Regions from separate parts of the Sus scrofa genome. Here region 1 is linked to region 2. A link is a contact called in public HiChIP or PLAC-seq data. All regions are on one chromosome and are shown on one strand. Each heading gives the region's core, a stretch centred on a gene start, on an enhancer-like site or on the middle of the called end of the contact. The rest is flanking DNA. Distances are from core to core; before and after follow the strand shown.

Region 1 (6,090 bases), core at 1,186-3,685, 1.0 Mb before region 2:
CTTCAGGGTTGTTCAGTGTCAAGAGACATTCTCAAAGACCGTTATCCTGGAAGGGCAGGTTTAGAAACAGTTCCTGAACTTGGTGAATATGAAATATATACTACGGTTACTCTGCAAGTAAAGCAGAGAAAAGAAATGAATTTACTGGGTTCCAGATTAGAAGGGTGAGAAGTAACAGTTCACCGAATAAACCAAGGCAAAGATTTAAAATTATCATATTTCAAATTTCAATTTCTACTCAAAACCCAGCATCCACTACTTCCCAAAAGAGGTATCACTTCTTCACAAAGTCAACATATTCATAGAAAAATTAATTGCTACCACCTACATCACATAGTTGGTCAAAACGAAGAAATTATAAGGAACATTTTTTACTTGACTAATTTTACACTCATCATCTGACAGTTGGTCCTATCTATTTATTTATTTTTTGTTTTTTTAGGGCCACACCTGCAGCATGTGGAGGTTCCCAGGCTAGGGGTCGAATCAGAGCTGTAGCCGCTGGCCTACACCACAGCCACAGCAACCAGGATCTGAGCCATGTATTCGACCTACACCACAGCTCACGGCAACACCAGATCCTTAACCCACTGAGGAGGCCAGGGATCGAACCCGCAACCTCATGGTTCATAGTCAGATTCCTTTCCTCTGCGTCACGACAGGAACTCGGATACTTGAATAATTTAACTGAAAACCTCATACTCGGAGAACTCAGTCTCGCCAAGGTCTTTTTACTAAGAAATCATGCTGATATTCATCTGATAGGATTAACTAAAGAAGCTGACAAATTCTCCACAAGCCAGGAAGTGAATCAACATGAAGGAAATAGCACATGAATTAATCTGTGTGAACATTTACACAGAGGAAACATTAAGATTGCTGTCTTATGCCCATGAGTTCCTTGTTCACTGTACTGACGCCAAAATTCCACGTGTCCTTTTTGTCACTACAAGGTATTTCAATCTAATAGCCTAAACAGTGAATTAAACACATAAGCTATTTAACTTCCGGTGTCTATGTGTTTTTACATTTTTAGCATCAGGTTACTTAGTATATTAAAACATCATTTGGTATCACATTGACCAAGGAATCTGGTAAGTAATGCTTGCCATGTATGGCAAGGCCTGAACTCACAGCAAAGATAAAAATGTAATTATTAGTAGATCAGATAATACAATTACAGACATACCTCAGAGATACTTCAGGTTCAGTTTTCCACATCAATGCAATGATGTGACTACCACAATAAAGTGACTCAGTTTTTGGTTTTTCAGTGCATATAAAAGTTATGTTTACACTATACCGTAGTCTATTAAGTGTGCCATGGCATTATGTCTAAAAAACAATTATACATTAAAGAAAACAGCATTAATTTAAAAATAATGCTGACGGAAAAATGGTACCAACAGACCTGATTGACACATGGTTGTCACAAACCTTCAATTTGTAAAAAATGCAATATGTGCAAAGTGCAATAAAGTGTAACAAGGTGTGCCTGTATATAGTAAGATTTAGAATGTTGATTACAGAAAAAGGGACACTTGAACAGGATTCTGGAGGATAAATGAATCAGGTTGGAGGTGGAGTGGAAACGCACTGAAGAAAAGGAAGCTGGGAAGCAGTTCACCGAGGCTGGAATAAAGGATATTACTGGAGGGCTGAGAAGTGCAGCGACAACAGGATGGATTAACAGGATGAATGCCCTTGCTGGACATTCTAAGCTAAAGAGTCTGAATTAACTTCCTCTAGAGAGTGCATTCGTTTCTCCAGGGAGCCTGCCCTGACGACAAGGGGGACAGACGCCTAGCGCCCCTGCTGCAGCAGCCTCCAATCCAAACAGGCTCCGCGCCACAGTTACTGTTTACACGTCTGTCTACCCCGGACACTGGGCTCGTCTACGTCAGTATCTAGTCTCCCTCAGGACCGTCTCCCAGCGCGGGACCGGCGGGAGGAGCTCCTTACATGTCTGTCGAAGGCCGGTGGACGAAGCGACTCTCCCGGCGACCTCTAAGGTCCCTACGATTCTGAGAGTCTGGGGTTCCAGAGTCACTGGCAGTATTAAAATGTCCTCTATGGGGGTGGGGCGGGAATGCCGGCGAGTCCCCGAGGGTTGCGGGCCTACGTCCACGACCCTCGCGCACTGCCTCCGAAGCGCGCGCCGCAGTCCCGGAGTGCGGCCCTCCCCGCCGAGACCCAGGAACCAGCCTGAGTCAATGCTCCCGGCCCAGCTCCAGCCAGGCCCCCAGGCGACGGCCTCACCTGGACAAGACCTCTAGGTCTTCCAGCGCAGAAAGCAGCCGCTCGCGAGTGCTGTTGCCGCTCGCCGCTCCCAAACCGCCGCCGCCCGACCGCTCCTTCTCCTTCTCGCCGCTCGAAGACGCCGCCATCCTCCCGACACACTAACAGCCGGCGCGTGCGCAGCTGCGCTCTAAGGAAGAGTGTCGGTCCGCGGGCGGAAGGAAGGGTCACAGAGGCGAGGTAGAGAGCCTGGGCCAGAGCGCCCCCTGCGCGCCTGGAGGTGTCTTGCAGGCGCCGGCGCCATCTGCTGGGCTAGTGAGGGCTTCTTGGGTCCAACCCGCGAGCGAGGGCCAAACCCAGAACTGGGGGCCCAACGCGGTCAGGTTTCCAGCACCTTAGCTTATTCAAGCAGCTGCTCAGTGGAGTTTGTTTGTTTGTTTTTTCCTTTTTTTTGGCCGCCTCGCGGGCATACGGAGTTCCTGGGCCAAGGATCAAATCCCAGATACATTTGTGACCTACCAATCGCTGGATCCTTTAACCCACTGTGCCAGCTGGGGATCAAACCCGCGTCCCAGTGCTGCAGAGATGCCCCTAATAGTGTTGGGCTGTGCCACAGTGGGAACTCCTGCTCAAGGGCATTTGTGGGAATTACATAATGGCCTGCATCTTGTGTCAGTGTCTTTGAGCAATGGGCCGGGGACCTACCGGATTTATCGCTGTTTAGTCTGCGTTCCCATAATGCTATTTCCACCCTCTGTTCGGGCTCTCAGGGAGGCTGTGAGCTCTTTAGGACAGGAAATGTAATCCTTATTTTCTTTAATTTTTTTTTTCTGTGGTCACATGCATTCAGCATAAAATTACTGTGTTAATGGTGTGTAAGTGTACAATTCACTGGAATTAGGTATATTCATATTGTTGTGCTACCAACACCAGCATCCTCTGGCCTTTCTGTAGTCACACCCCTTCATTCATTCGGCTCCAGTCATTCTGGTTCTCAAGCACCAGGACGCTCCTGCCTTAGGGCATTGGCACTGCTGTTCTCCCTGCCTTCATGGGTTGCCCCCCAGAAAGTCACAAGGCCATCTGCTCTTGGGACACAAACTGCACTTTCTTCGGGACCCCCACCCTGGCCACCTTGTTTACAACTGCCGTCTCACCTCCACCTTCCGCCACCTTTACCCAGCTCTTCATTTTTTCCTACAGCATTTGTCATCTTCTAACATTTCACCTAAGTCAGTTGATGTGTGCTCTGCTAATTGTCTCCTCCACTAGGATATAAACTCCATGAGGGCAGAGTCTCTTGGAACTTCTCAAAGACCTAGCCCCAGTCTCAGAATACTGTCTGAAACACGGTGAGTCCCAATAACTATTATTGGATTTGTTGTTGACAGAGGTGCTGAAATCATCAGAAACTGAAAACAAACTGTAGTTATCTATAGTTTTGCCTCTAATTGGTAAAATCTTATTTTCAATGATTTCTGTCCATAGTCTCCTGAAGATTCTTTTTTTTTTTTTTCTTTGCTTTTTAGGGCCGCACCCATGGCATATGGAGGCTCCCAGGCTAGGGGTCCAATTGGTAACTGCCAGCCTATACCACATCAGATTCGAGCTGCGTCTGCCACCTACACATCATCTCACGACAACACCAGATTCTTAACCCACTGAGCAAGGCCAGGGATCAAACCTGCAACCTCATGGTTCCTAGTTGGATTCATTTCTGCTGCACCATGACAGGAACTCCCTCCCAAAGATTCTTAAAAGCAACTTCAAATATTTATGGCATCTTCAACCAAAAAATGGAATATTCAGGAGTTCCCATGGTGGCTCAGTGGTTGACGAATCCGACTAGGAACCATGAGGTTGCGGGTTCGATCCCTGGCCTCGCTCAGTGGGTTAAGGATCTGGCATTGCCATGAGCTGTGGTGTAGGTGGCAGATGCGGTTTGGATCCCACGTTGCTGTGGCTCTGGCATAGGCTGGCGGCTACAGCTCCGATTCGACCCCGAGCCTGGGAACCTCCATATGCCGCGGGAGCGGCCCAAGAAAAATGGCAAAAAGAAAAAAAAAAAAAAAAAAAAAAAAAGGAATATTCAGCAGTGCAGTAGTGGGCATTGGCCCTGGTACCTTATAACTCAAGAAACACTATTTTTCATTTTTTAATTTTATGGCCACACTGACGGCACATGGAAGTTCCCAGGCCAGGCACTGAACCTGAGCAGCAACTGAGATCTACCCCACAGCTGCAGCAACGCTCGATCCTTTAACCTACTGCACAGGGCTAGGGATTGTTTAACCTGTGCCTCCACATGACGTGAGCTACTGTAGTCAGATTCTTAACCCATTGCACCACAAGAACTCCATGAAATACTATGTCCTCCAAGCCTCTGTTCTGAAGCTCCTTCCCCTAGCCAGTTCCCAAAGTATGTTCCAAGTCAGTTTCCATCAAAGGTGGGTGAAGAATCAAACTCAAGCATTTCTCTTCCAGTAGTCAGGCACTAAAAAAAAGAAAACAGATAAAAGCAAAAATAAACCAATGGAACCTAATCAAACAGACAAGCTTCTGCACAGCAAAGGAAACCATTAAAAAAAACAAAAAGACAACCTATGGGATTGGAGAAAATAGTTTCGAACAATGCAACTGACAAGGGCTTAATCTCTAAAATATACAAACAACTTATACAACTCAACAGGAAAACAAACAAACAAACAAACAAACAACCCAACTGAAAAATGGACAGAAGACCTGAACAGACATTTCTCCAAAGAAGATATACAAATGGCCAACAAGCACATGACAAAATTCTCAACATCACTGATTCTTAGTGAAATGCAAATCAAAACCACAGTGAGGTACCACCTCACACCAGTCAGAATGGCTGTCATTAACAAGTCAACAAATAAATACTGGAGAGGGTATGGAGAAAAGGGAACCCTCCTACACTGGTGGCAGGAATGTAAGTTGGTATGACCACTATGGAAAACAGCATGGAGGTACCTCAGAAAACTACTAAATATAGAACCACTATATGACCCAGTAATCCCACTCTTGGGCATGTATCCAGATAAAACTTTCCTTGAAAGAGACACATGCACCTGTATGTTCATTGCATCACTATTCACAATAGCCAAGACATGGAAACAACCTAAATGTCCATCGACAGATGAATGGATTAAGAAGATGTGGTGTATATGTATATATATATATATATATATATATACAATGGAATACTACTGAGCCATGAAAAAGAACAAAATAATGCCATTTGCAGTTACATGGCTGGAACTAGAGACTCTCATACTAAGTGTGAAGTAAGTCAGAAAGAGAAAGACAAATACCACATGATATCACTTATATCTGGAATCTAATCTATGGCACAAACGAACCGTTCCACTAAAAAGAAACTCATGGACTTGGAGAACAGACTTGTGGTTGCAAAAGTGGGGGGAAGTGGCATGGACTGGGAGTTTGGGTTTAATAGATGCAAACTATTGCATTTGGAGTGGAAGCAATGAGATCCTGCTGTACAGCACAGGGAACTATATCCAGTCACTTGTGAAGGAACATGATGGAGGATAATGTGAGAAAAAAATGTGCGTATACACGTATGACTGGGTCACTTTGCTGTACAGCAGAAATTGACAGAACACTGTAAATCAACTATAATGGAAAAATAAAAATCAGTGAATAAAAAAAAGAAAAAACAGGCCCACTACATTGATTAACTCCTTCTTTAAGAATCAAAAACCCTTGAGACTCTACCTCAAAGCACAAGCCTAAGGGCCCCTAGTCCCCAAATAACACTCAATTCAGGATCACGCTCTGATGTGGAAAATCACCATCTGTGGTTTCCGT
Region 2 (6,590 bases), core at 2,581-5,080:
ACATAGAACTTCCATATGACCCTGCAATCCCACTCTTGGGCATATATCCAGACAAAACTCTACTTAAAAGAGATACATGTACCCACATGTTCATTGCAGCCCTATTCACAATAGCCAGGACATGGAAACAACCCAAATGTCCATCAACAGATGATTGGATTCGGAAGATGTGGTGTATATACACAATGGAATACTACTCAGCCATAAAAAAGAATGGCATAATGCCATTTGCAGCAACATGGATGGAACTAGAGACTTTCATATTGAGTGAAATGAGTCAGAAAGACAAAGACAAATACCATATGATATCACTTATGACTGGAATCTAATATCCAGCACAAATGAACATCTCCACAGAAAAGAAAATCATGGACTTGGAGACTTGTGTCTGCCTGATGGGAGAGGGAGGGAGTGGGAGGGATCGGGAGCTTGGGCTTATCAGACACAACTTAGAATGGATTTACAAGGAGATCCTGCTGAGTAGCATTGAGAACTATGTCTAGATACTCATGTTGCAACAGAACAAAGGGTGGGGGGAAAAATGTAATGTATACATGTAAGGATAACTTGATCCCCTTGCTGTACAGTGGGAAAATAAAAAAAAAATAAAATAAAATAAAAAAAGAAAGAAAATGCCAAGCCTTTAACTGCTAGGCCACCAGGGAACTCCAGAATGACATAAAATTGTCATTATTTGTAGATAATACAGTCTCAGTCTAGAAAAAAAATAAACTAAAAATAGTATTAAAATTAGTAAGAAATTCTCTTGTGGTGCAGCAGGTTAAGAATCCAGTGTTGTCACTGCTGTGGCTCAGGTCACTGCTGTGGTGCAGGTTTAATCCCTGCCCTGGGAACTTCCACATGCCATGGGTGTGGCAAAAAAAAAAAAAATTAAGAAAATTTACAGAACTGCTCAATATAAAATTAATATATAAAAATCATTTGCATTTGTATATGTTAGCCACAATACTTACAAATGCAATTTTTTTTTTTTTTTTTTGCTTTTTAGGGCCACACTAGAGGCATATGGAAGTTCCCAGACTAGGGGTCTAATCGGAGGGGCAGCTGCCAGCCTATGCCACAGCCACAGCAATGCAGGATCCAAGCTGAGTCTGTGACCTACACCACAGCTCACAGCAACGCTGGATCCTTAACCACTGAGCAAGACTAGGGACCAAACCTGCAACCTCATGGTTCCTAGTTGGATTCGTTAACCACTGAGCCACGACGGGAACCTCCCCCAAATGTAATTTTTATTTTTATTTATCTATTTTTTGTCTTTTTGCCATTACTTGGGCCGCTCCCGCTAGGGGTCGAATCGGAGCTGAAGCCATTGTTCAGTCAACACTCCAGAGGATTTTGCGGGGGGGGGCTACCTGGGGCACGTGGAAGTCCCCAGCCAGGGATAAAATCTGTGCCCCAGCAGTGGGCTGCTGTAGTGACAACACTGGATACTTAATCTGCTACACCACAAGGAAACTCCTCCAGAGGAATTTTTTGATGAATATAACACTACAATTCTAAAATTTACATGGAAAATTAAAGGGTCAAGAATAACCAAGAGGAGTTCCTGTCGTGGCCCAGCAGAAATGAATCTGACTAGTATCCATGAAGATGCAGATTCAGTCCCTGGCCTCACTCAATGGGTTAAGCATATTGTGTTGCCGTGAGCTGTGGGGGAGGTCGCAGATGCGGCTTGGATCTGGCGCTGCTGTGGTTGTGGCTGTGACCAGCAGCTACACCTAATTTGATCCCTGGGAACCTCCATGTACCGTGGGTGCAGCCCTAAAAAGACAAAAAAAAAAAAAAGAATAACCAAGCTATTTCTGAGGAAAATAAAGTGGCTTTTTTGGGGGTAAAAAAAGGTGTTTATTACAGAGGTATAATAAAGCAATGATACACAGTATACAGCCCATAAACAGTCTCATGTGTATATGGAAATTTGATACATGACAGAGGTGACATTGCAGATCAATGAGGAAATAGTGCTGGACAACTAATTATGCAAGTGGAAAAAAAAATCAGATTCCTACCTCACATCATACACAAAAATAAGTTCTAGATGAATGAGGGTATAAATATAAAAGGAAAAATTTGTGGCTTTTAGAGGAAATAGAAAAGATATCTTTTTTTTTTTTTTTTTAACTTTTTAGGGCCACACCTGCAGCATATAAGAGTTCCCAGGCTGGGGGTCAAATCAGAGCTACAGCTGCCAGTCTACAGCTCTGATCTGACCCCTAGTCTGGGAACCTCCATGTGCCTCCTTGGCCCTAAAAAAGCCAAGGAAAAAAAGTGAAAAAGCAAGTGACAAATGGGGAGAAGATATTAACTACATACATACCCAACCAAGAAGGACTACCCAGGATGTATAAAGAATGCTTATGGGAGTTCCCGCTGTGATGAAATAGGGTGGGCGGTGTCTCTGTAGAGCTAGGACACAGGTTCGATATCCAATGGGTGCAGTGGGTTAAAGGTCCCAGCGCTGCCACCATGTAGGTCACAACTGTGGCTTGGATCTGGTCCCTGGCCCTGGGACAACCGAAAAAAAAAAAAAAAAAAAAAAGAAAGAAAGAAAGAAATGCTTACAAAATGAGTAAGAAATAGAACTACCAAAATAGAGAAATGGTTAATGGGTATTTCATAGAGAGGAAACAATCAACCCAAGAAGAAATCAGGGGACATTATAGCCATGAGAAACCATTTTATGCCAGCCAGGTAGGCAAACAATCTCTCTGGAAAACTTTTCAGCTTTAGCTGGGAAACCTGACAACCCAAGAATCCTATTCCTTAGTCCCTAAAGAAACTCTTCTACATGAACATAAGGAGACATAACAAAAATGTTTTTGGTTTTTTTGTTTTTTTGGGTTTTTTTTTTTTGTCTTTTTGCTATTTCTTGGGCCGCTCCCACGACAACAAAAATGTTTTAATCAGCATTGTCTGTAACAGCAAAAAGATGGAGAGAGTGCAAATGTCTTCTGACTCAAATATGGATAAGTAAATGGTGATCTATAGCTACAATGAATACTATTATAGTGAAAATTAATGAACCATAATCATACTCATCAACACTTTAGATTCTCTCTTGAGTCTACCACAAGATGATGTACTTTTTAACGTTGGCTTTTGCTTTCATAGTCTTTGAGCAGTTTTTCTGTCTTGCTATATTTAAGTATACCAAGTTGTGATAACAGCACAAGTTGGTGATGGAAACCAGGCTCTGAGTCACTAGGGGAAGGAAGGGCTTCATTTTGAGTCCCGTCTAGGACAATTACAAAATAATAAAAAGAAATTGCACTGGACACAAATCCACAATGCCACGTTCTTCTCAGATTTTCCAGGGGCCACTTCCTCCTACCCCCGTATTGTGCAATTCCCCACAATTACGGTTCCAACTCTCAGTTCCTCATGTGTTTAATAAGAAGCACAGCGTCCCTATGGTGGTCCCCGGCACTAAATTCCCTAGGACAGGTCGCTCTCAGAGGATAGCAATCTGGACCGCCCAGCTCACCCCTCTTCGCCCTCAAATTCTCTCAGACCACAGATGGGGCAGGTTCCCATTTCAATTCTCCTTCGCTCTCTGACCCAAACTCTCAGGCGCGCGCTGCCCTCATCAGCCTGTCAGAGCCTGCGCAACCTGGGACTTCGAGCCAAGACATCCTCAAGCAACCATACTTCAGCAAAACAACAGAGTCAAATACAAGCCTGCAACGACTTACTGCACAGCGTCTCCTATCTACCCGGTCGCCGGGAAAGGAGCGGCGCGGCGCCACGGCGGCCACGCTTCCTCGTGACGTCACACAAGGCGCCCGGAAATGGCGGCCGGGCTCCTACGTCATTGGGCTGCGCCGGGGTGGCGGTTGCTGTACAGTTGCTGGGAGGGGACGAGAGGTGGAGTAGCTGGGGCAAAGATCATGCCGAATAGCGAGAGGTTTCCTGGACAGCAGAGACAGCTAGGCTGGGGATGAAAGAAGCAGGGCAGATGCAAAATCTGGAGAGCGCGGAGGCTGGGCGGTCAGTCAGCACCCAGACTGGCAGCATGACCGGTGAGTGCCTCGAACCTTGTTCCCGCCCCCCAGCCTTTCGCTCTCCTCTGTGCGTCTCCCGCGGTTTCACTTCCAGTCCCCGCTTGCCCTTCTATTCCAGTGTGTCCTATCTCCGCCCTGGGCGCGTCTCTCTCTCAGTCACCGGGATTCCTTGGCCCCGCTGCACAGGATTTTGAAGTTGCGCTCACTGCCCCCCTTTACTCTTCCTCCAGGATCTGGAGGTGGGATCTACGGGGATCGACGAGCCTGAAAATTCCCCCAACCTTGTTTTTGACTTGGTATCAAAATTAACCGCACGGGACACTTTCCTGTATTTCAACTGCTTTACCTTCAAAGGTCACCGTATTTTTAGTTCTGTGTTCTAACTGCGGCCCTTGTTGCAACGTCTCATCACAATCCAAAGTAAAACTTGCTCCACGATGACATCAGATGCTAGGAATTTTCATAACTTCTTTTGGATTGTTTCCATAGCTACCTTGATGAGTTATACTATTTTTTTTTTTCTGCCGGGTGACAGGGTCCAACTTTTGAAAGCGCCACAGGAGATTGCTGGCAAGGCGGTTGATACCAGTCTCCTGCTAAGAAAGCACTTTGATTTTCCAGTACACAAATCCTTTTTCTCTGCCTCCTGTTAAAACAGCTGAACTAGGACTTCAGCACCCAAGTAGCATTGAGCTTAGTTCTTATTTTCATCGTTGGTAAATCTTTAAGATGTTTGCCCTTTCTTTTGTAGGTGAAATACCAAGGCTTTCTAAAGTCAACCTTTTCACTCTGCTCAGTCTCTGGATGGAGCTCTTCCCAGTAGTCGAAACCCAAAGACAAAAATCTCAGGTACAATTTGTTTCCTTAGGTAATTTTTTCTTCTTAGAAAAGCAACGGTCTAGAATTTGATTTTATTGCTCCAGTTTCTGTTATACTTAAAAACAAACTCAACAAGCCTTCAAATTTGCAAAATACCTCTGTGGTTTAGTATGATACCTGTGGTTCATAGCTGTGATAGCTTCTGTTTCCAGTCTAAAAATGGAATAATTACCCTCTCAGACTGCCCTGTTCATCAGATATTGATAGCATTTTTATGTTGGTTTGGCTAAATAGATTGCTGTCTATACCACATAATTTATCACTCAATTGAATATGGTTGGTGTTTCATCTTGGTGGTTTTTTACCCTCTTCCACCAAACTAAATTGATGAAGAGAGAGACCATGTCTCATTTCACTTGGTATACCTCTTAGCATCTACTCTTATATCCATGAATGTTAATTGGTTTTGCTTCATGTAAGGAGTCTCTTTTTTGGATCTCAAAAAAGATGATCAAAACAGATTTGGAATGTAAAATAAGGCTCATCATAAAAGCCAGTGTATTGGAAGTATGTACATTGTACATCTTTTCTTTCTTCTGTTCTTGGAGCAGCAAGGTGCTCCACTCTCATCATTTTCCTACATGCTTGGAGTTAGGTTTCTTTTATACATGGAGCTTGTTTCTCACCGTTTTGGTTTAGTAGATTTCAAAGTTTGGAAAATATTATTAGGCTAAGGTAAGTATTTCAGACATTTTTAAAAATGGGAAAAAGAGGGAAAAATTATCTGTAGCTTCTCACCATTCTGACACTACGCTTTTGACATTTGGATACTTTCCTTCAATCTTTTGTTTTAAGCACAAGATTTTTTTCTTCCACTTACAAAGTAGTAATTATATTCTGCATAGGCTTGTTGAAGTTTCCAGTTTGCCAGTAATTCTGCTAAAAGGTTGCTTTAGATTTTCCACAGACACACTTTTTGTAAATCTTTAAATTCCCCCAGTGCTCTTATGAGGTCATTCATAATAATCTTTTGTTTATTTATTTATTTATTTGCATGGAAGTTCCTGGGCCAGGGATCAAACCCACACCACAGCAGCGACTCATGCTGCTGCCGTGAAAACGCAGCTGTGCCACAAGAAAACTCTCCTTTTTTTTTTTTTTGCTATTTCTTGGGCCGCTCCCACGGCATATGGAGGTTCCCAGGGGTTGAATCGGAGCTGTAGCCACCGGCCTACGCCAGAGCCACAGCAACGTGGGATCCGAGCCGCGTCTGCAACCTACACCACAGCTCACGGAAACGCCGGATCATTAACCCACTGAGCAAGGGCAGGGACCGAACCTGCAACCTCATGGTTCCTAGTCGGATTTGTTAACCACTGCGCCACGACAGGAACTCCCTTTTTTTCTTTTTAATTTTTGATGTCTTTTTTTTTTAACTGTGGGTGAGTGAGGTTGTGTATTTGACACTGGAGATACAAAAAGAAGGATGTGGTCCTTATTTTCTAATGGGGAAAAAACTAGGCATGTAAACAATTACGATATAATAGATGATGGAGTCAAGCAGAAAGTGGAAGTAGAGATGCTACCAAGACTGAAGGCTGAGGACCAGGCTTTCCACGGGGAAGTAAGGGAGGGAGTCACAGGGGAAGTTGCATTTGCACTGAGACATGAGGAATGAGTAGGTATCTGCCAAGCCGAGACACTCCACACAAGCTTGAAGAGAGACTTTGTAGTCCTCATGTTGGA

The links. HiChIP or PLAC-seq counts read pairs in DNA pulled down with a chosen protein or histone mark.
Region 1: a contact with region 2 is called in an H3K27ac HiChIP or PLAC-seq map of alveolar macrophages. The contact joins the promoter of MED4 here to the promoter of CDADC1 in region 2. A contact is called at or near these places in 1 of 5 promoter capture datasets (liver) and 1 of 2 datasets of contacts at active chromatin or transcription factors (alveolar macrophages).

What each region holds. Positions count from the first base shown.
Region 1 is chr11:19,548,203-19,554,292 of Sscrofa11.1, reverse strand. It overlaps MED4 (mediator of RNA polymerase II transcription subunit 4), which reads right to left and starts at 2,435. Exons shown (of 7, transcript XM_013978727.2): 1 at 2,260-2,435. The coding sequence starts at 2,387. It overlaps LOC110255811 (a long non-coding RNA gene), which reads right to left. Exons shown (of 3, transcript XR_002336671.1): 3 at 4,327-4,732.
Region 2 is chr11:18,515,377-18,521,966 of Sscrofa11.1, reverse strand. It overlaps CDADC1 (cytidine and dCMP deaminase domain-containing protein 1), which reads left to right and starts at 3,830. Exons shown (of 10, transcript XM_003357836.4): 1 at 3,830-4,043; 2 at 4,777-4,874. The coding sequence starts at 3,962.